Linked DNA regions of Mus musculus: region 1 is linked to region 2. A link is a contact called in public HiChIP or PLAC-seq data. All regions are on one chromosome and are shown on one strand. The core of a region is the stretch at or near the end of the contact, and the rest is flanking DNA. Distances in the headings are between cores, read along the strand shown.

Evidence for each region. HiChIP or PLAC-seq counts read pairs in DNA pulled down with a chosen protein or histone mark.
Region 1: an H3K27ac HiChIP or PLAC-seq map of microglia shows a contact between it and region 2, with 5 times the contacts expected there. The contact joins two enhancer-like sites. A contact is called at or near these places in 3 of 115 datasets of contacts at active chromatin or transcription factors (memory CD8 T cells, microglia and pancreatic cancer cells) and 2 of 9 other capture datasets (liver and pancreatic islet).

The regions. Positions count from the first base shown.
Region 1 is chr8:94,362,126-94,364,825 of GRCm38.p6, forward strand. All of the region lies in intron 24 of Slc12a3 (solute carrier family 12, member 3), which reads left to right. Among named protein-coding and RNA genes, the nearest start is that of Gm15889, 14 kb to the right of the region's middle. Within about 2 kb of position 1,391, at least 220 of the 459 cell types and tissues checked have an H3K27ac peak or open chromatin away from gene starts, as enhancers often do. A contact at or near this core is called in liver, memory CD8 T cells and microglia, where this site is marked.
Region 2 is chr8:94,189,901-94,192,600 of GRCm38.p6, forward strand. No RefSeq gene overlaps it. Among named protein-coding and RNA genes, the nearest start is that of Gm39228, 7.8 kb to the left of the region's middle. Within about 2 kb of position 1,386, at least 150 of the 459 cell types and tissues checked have an H3K27ac peak or open chromatin away from gene starts, as enhancers often do. A contact at or near this core is called in liver, memory CD8 T cells and microglia, where this site is marked.

The DNA of each region.
Region 1 (2,700 bases), core at 141-2,640, 170 kb after region 2:
AAGGGGGTTTGTTCCATCAACATTCTCTCAAGAGAATGTTCCCAAAACTAGGTTGGGCCCAGGGTGTGGCCTGAGTCAAGACAGTGGAGGTGGCGCCAAGACATCTAACCCTCTGGGGACTCTGAGGTGTGAACTGTCCAGGGTGCATGGGTGGGACAAGCTGCAGCTTCCATAGTGAAGTCTCTCTTCAAAGAAACACACCTGCAATTATGACCTGCTGTTAACTCACTGTGTAGCCTTGCTAAGGAACACCACGTCTCTCTTAGCCTTGATTTCCCTAATGAGCACTGAAGCAGGTTCAAGGTTCTCCTTCATCACACTGCGATCCCAAGTTCACTTGCTATAAAATGAATCCATCTCTGGACGGGTGAGGGGGTGGGGTGGGGGTGGGGGCATGATGAGATTTTACCTGAGTAGCGTCTCCCGCCCCACTTTCTCCTCTTCCCCAAAACTTCGGGAAACGTCAAAAGCTCACCAACTAGTCTTGCGAGATTAGCTGAGAGTAACAGTGGTGTGTCTGGTCACCCTGGAGGTGACACCTACACACACCCCCACCCTAGCCAGATGTCACCCAACAGGGCCCCTAGCTCTTGGAACAACTCTCCAGAGCAGCTGTGAGTGTGTCCCAACCCTCCAAGTTGGAGACCAGCCCAGATCTCTCAGGATGCAGTCAAGGTCAGCCTCATTAGACTTGGGAACCCTGAACATGCAAATTCTAGTCTCTTTTAGAAGAAGGCTGGGAGGGGCTCAAGACCCCTGTTCCCAGACATTCTAAGGACAACAAACAAGGAACAATCCTCAGTGGAACCAGGTGAAACGGGTGTCTAATCTAGCTCCAGCTTGGGGCAGAACCTGGCTCTGTCAGTCTCCTACTCCGTGGCTTATCTGATGACCCACCCCTACACCTCCACCCATGTGTGAGCGCAGCTACACCTGCACAGGTGTTGAGCTGGCGCTGCACAGTAACTATCCCAACCCCACAGCCTCTGAGCAGGACCTCCTTTTTCTCAGTAACGACCCTCTACATTGCCAAAGAGTAATTCATGAAGGCATCCTTACCACCCGTGCCTGAGCTGAGGAAGATGCTGTAAGCAGGGGCCTGCTTTAAGGATCATAACTAAACTGTGTTCCTTGAGACAGGGACACTGCCACAGGAGTTGTGTCCTCTACTCAGGGCCTTCCAGATGGGGAGTGGACTGGCACTCAGCCTGGGTTGGTTCCGTTCAGGGACTTAACTTCTGGATCTAGCATTCACCCAACACTGCCTTGCACTTTTGAACAGAACTTGTATTGTTCCCAGCTTTGTTCTAAAGATCAGTGGTTTAGGGTGAGCACATCCTGTTGGCAAGAGCAAGCATGTTATTGGCTAAAGCTAGAGCCAGTTAAAGGCGCTGTCCCACGGGACAGGGCCACAGGCTCCGCCCAGGGAGGGAACTTCAGGCTGAAGCTTGCTGCAGGAACTGTGGGTTTTTTTGTGGCTCTGAGCAGGCAGGCACCTGTGCCCTGTGCCCTTTAAAGTTGGTGAACTCAGTTCCCAAAAATGTTGTAGCATTTTCCCAGACTGCAGAGTCCTCAGCTTCAGGAGCGCCTGCAAAATCTAAGCTTGGCCTTTCTCCTCTCCTATGCCGTTCCCATGGAAGATCACTAACCACTTTCGGGTGAAGACAACAGTTGCTTAGTGACATAGGCATCCTTGTTCCCACCCATCCTTCCTGATCCTTGGGACCTTACGTTCTAAAAATAGGGCAATGGTTGTCCGGCTGATGTTCTGACCCTGTGTTTTAGTTAGTGATCACAGGCCTGGTGAGGTTGTAGCAAGCAGATGCATCAGGTAGAAAGATCTAGGAACCTGATTCAGGACACATCTCCACCACCTGCATGCTGTGTGCATCCTCAGACAGCCAACAAGGGCAGTGACTCTGTGACTGCTCTATTTAAAGAACTCTGAGGCTCAGTGCCACTCAGGCACTTTGCCAAAGTCACCAAGTTGAGGACATTGCAATGCCAGCACTCAGGCGATGACTGTGGGGTCAGATTCTGAACTCTGAACCCTAGTTCAAATCTGCCTGGCTGGCTGCTCCAGCTGGCCAAGTTCAGCTGGCCAGAGTTCAGCTGGGGCACTGTCCACTGCTGGCCTTAATTAGAGCTCAGATGGAGGGATTGTCAAGGGTACAATCCGGTACACTGTTGTGTAAGCACTAATATCCCAAACTCATGCACCATAGCTGGTTCTGTGAGGTACCATATTTCCCAGAAGCTGAACCCATGGAACCATGATCCTAATGTAACTTTAGAATTCTTCGGGTTTTTGTTGTTGTTGTTTCAAGACAGAGTTTCTCTGTGTAGCCCTGGCTGTCCTGGAACTCACTCTGTAGACCAGGTTGGCCTCGAACTCAGAAATCTGCCTGCCTCTGCCTCTCAAGTGCTGGGATTAAAGGTGTACGCCACTACTGTCCGGCTAGAATTCTTAAGATGGTAGAAAAGTCACTTTCTTATCTGCACAGCCAAACATGACTGAACAGCATTCTAGGATATCCTGTTACTTGCATCGTGTTTTACAGCTAGGACAAAAGGCCCCTGAGAAACCATGCTGGAATCGTCCCTGACATCCTTCATGGGGCGGGGGTGGTGGCGGTGGTGGTGATGGTGGCGGTGGTGGGCAGGACAAGGGCATGCAGCCATCTCACAGGAGCATATCAC
Region 2 (2,700 bases), core at 136-2,635:
GACATGTGGCCAAGTCCCATGTCTCATCATGGGGAGCACACGGGGCTGCCATGAACCTGAATGTGTCTAGAACAGTCCCTGGCACATATCAGGGACTCAGGACTCTCTCCCTCTCATCCAGCCATGGTGTGTGGCAGTCAGCAGGCAATCTATAAGTGTGCTCTAAGTTAAATGAGCATGTATCGGATACTGTCTGCCAGTCACATACTAATCAGGTCCAACCCCACTCAGCTTCCAAGAGGAGAGGAAATATAAATATAACAGACCCCCTGATAGAAGTCTTCAAGGCTCTGTTTCCTCCAGAACAACCCAGTCCTAAAAGATGAGGACAAGGGGCTGTGAGGTCAAAGAGATGCAGACACATCTAGAATTAACGAGTGACAATTACTGGGGGAATTTACGGACAGAAGTGTGGACCCAGGCACCAGAATGTCCAATTTGGCATCCCACATTTTGACTCAGTTGGGAGTTTAAAGGCTTGAACAAAAGTGACTTGACACTACTGGAAGGTAGCTGGCTTATCTTAAGATGATCATGAAGAGCCGGGTGCATCCTGCCAGTCTGACTGCAAAGTCTCATAAATGACTCCACCTTATCAACTCATGGTTTGCTAAGAAATTGTGCAGTGACCACTAACTAGGGTTACTCCAGGATAGTCACAGGGATAATCAAGATGGCTACAGTCCTGGCAAGCTGCACCTACATCGTGTTATTTGGGGATCAGTTACCACGTCAGAGCGTTGCTTCTGAGCTGGACCACTACAGTTTGAACATCTCCATCTTTAAATGGCTCCATTCCTGTCCCCCCCCCCCCCCGACTTTAGGGTAGTTGGTATGGAATAAGCTAAGACAGATGTGTGGGCCTCTTGGGAGAAGCCACGAGGTCAGAAGACATCTCTACTTGTTGGAAGACCCTACAATTAAGGTCGGCAGTCCACCATGTCCAGATAGGTTCTGAGCTTGGCACAAAGTGGAGGACTACCTTTCTCTGTGGGGCTTTCCCTTCTTTGCCTGACCTTATCTGGAGAGCAAGACCCTGCACATATCCTCTACCCCTGGAAAGTCATGTAGTCCGTGGCCAAGGTTCAACTTCCATCTCTCCCATTAAGAACCTGCCTCCAAAGCACCTGGAATTCCTCTCCATGTAAATGAAGCATTCCGATTCCCACCCCCTACCCCCCACCCCCGCCACAGCCAATAATTTACTCTCACCCTGAAAACCACTCCTCACAGTTCATATGACCTTTGTTCACCTCTAATTTAAAGGAGCAAGCAGTTTCGCTGCAGGTCATCTGCTAAGAAAGCTGAGTCACTGAACACCATGTAAAAGAGCTCTAACTCTGAAATCCTCGGAGAAGCCCCGCCCCCAACTCACAGCTGGACCGAGATCCTGCTGACGCAACCCTTCCGGGTTCCGTCCGCTTCATGCCCCCATCCTGACCCCCGGAGTGTGCAGTGGTGCTTAGACACCCCGAGGGAGGAAGCGGAACTCAGAACCGCACCAATCACGCTGTTTATTACACTTAGGGGGAGTGTGTGCGCACATTCATGTGCATGTGGCATGACAAGTGTATGCACGGCAGAGATCATTTTTAGGAGGTAGTTCTCGCCCACCATGTCCTAGGGATCAAATTCAGATCGCCCAGTTTGGCTAAAAGGTACCTTCACCCACTGAGCCATCTTTAAGGCCCTCACTCACTCCTTCACGTGACCACGTCTTGCCCACAGCAGGGAAACTGTCGGTGGATGAGCGGAGGAAGCAGGAAGTTAAGTCTGAGGGCTTGGCATGATACCCTATCCAACCCTATATAATCCATAGTAGTTCAAAAGAGAGAAACCAGTTAGATTCTCTCTTCTGAAGAGTGTAAATTCAAAATGCACGTGGAGCATCTAACAAAAGGGCCCCCAGGGCGTGTGTGTAACTAGAGTGACATGTGTGACTGTAAAGAACCTATTCTAAATGGCAGCCACAAGAACTGGTGGGCCAAGCCTGGGACTTGCGTTTCCATGGGAAATGCTGTATATCTCATTTTTCAAGGGATGCGGGGTGGCTGGACATCTTCTGAGAGGGCACCCACCGTACTGTGTGAATTCTGAAAGCAAGCCCTATACCATCTGGGATTCTCTGGGCACAAGCTGCAGGGGTGAGGTCTAGGTAAATTAGGCAAGGCAAATTCATTAAAAAAGGACTTCGGGATCCATGAGGTTGACAGGAATAGCGGAAAACTAGACTTAGAAAATGATAAACCGGGCTGGAGAGTTGGCTCAGCGGTTAATAGAGCACTGACTGCTCTCCCAGAGGTCCTGAGTTCAAATCCCAGCAACCACATGGTGGCTCACAACCACCTGTAATGAGATCTGATGCCCTCTTCAGGTGTGTCTGAAAAAAGTTACAGTGTACTTACATAAATAAAGAAAAAAGAAAAAAAAAAGATGTTAGGCCTTGGTCAGAAGGGTAAAGAAGAAGCCTGGGTTCGCCATTTTTGTCACCTAGTGGTGGCTTCTCTTTTTATTGTCTGCCTCTCAGGGCTCTATCTGACTTCTAGACCCTCACCAGCATTTAAGAGGCTTAGGCAGGAGGATTGCAACACGTTCAATCTAGCCTAGACTACATGGTGAGTTCCAGGCTAGCCTAGCCTAGGCTACAGAATGAGACACTCAAGGGGGGAAAAAAAAGGGCCAGGCACAGTAGCACATGCC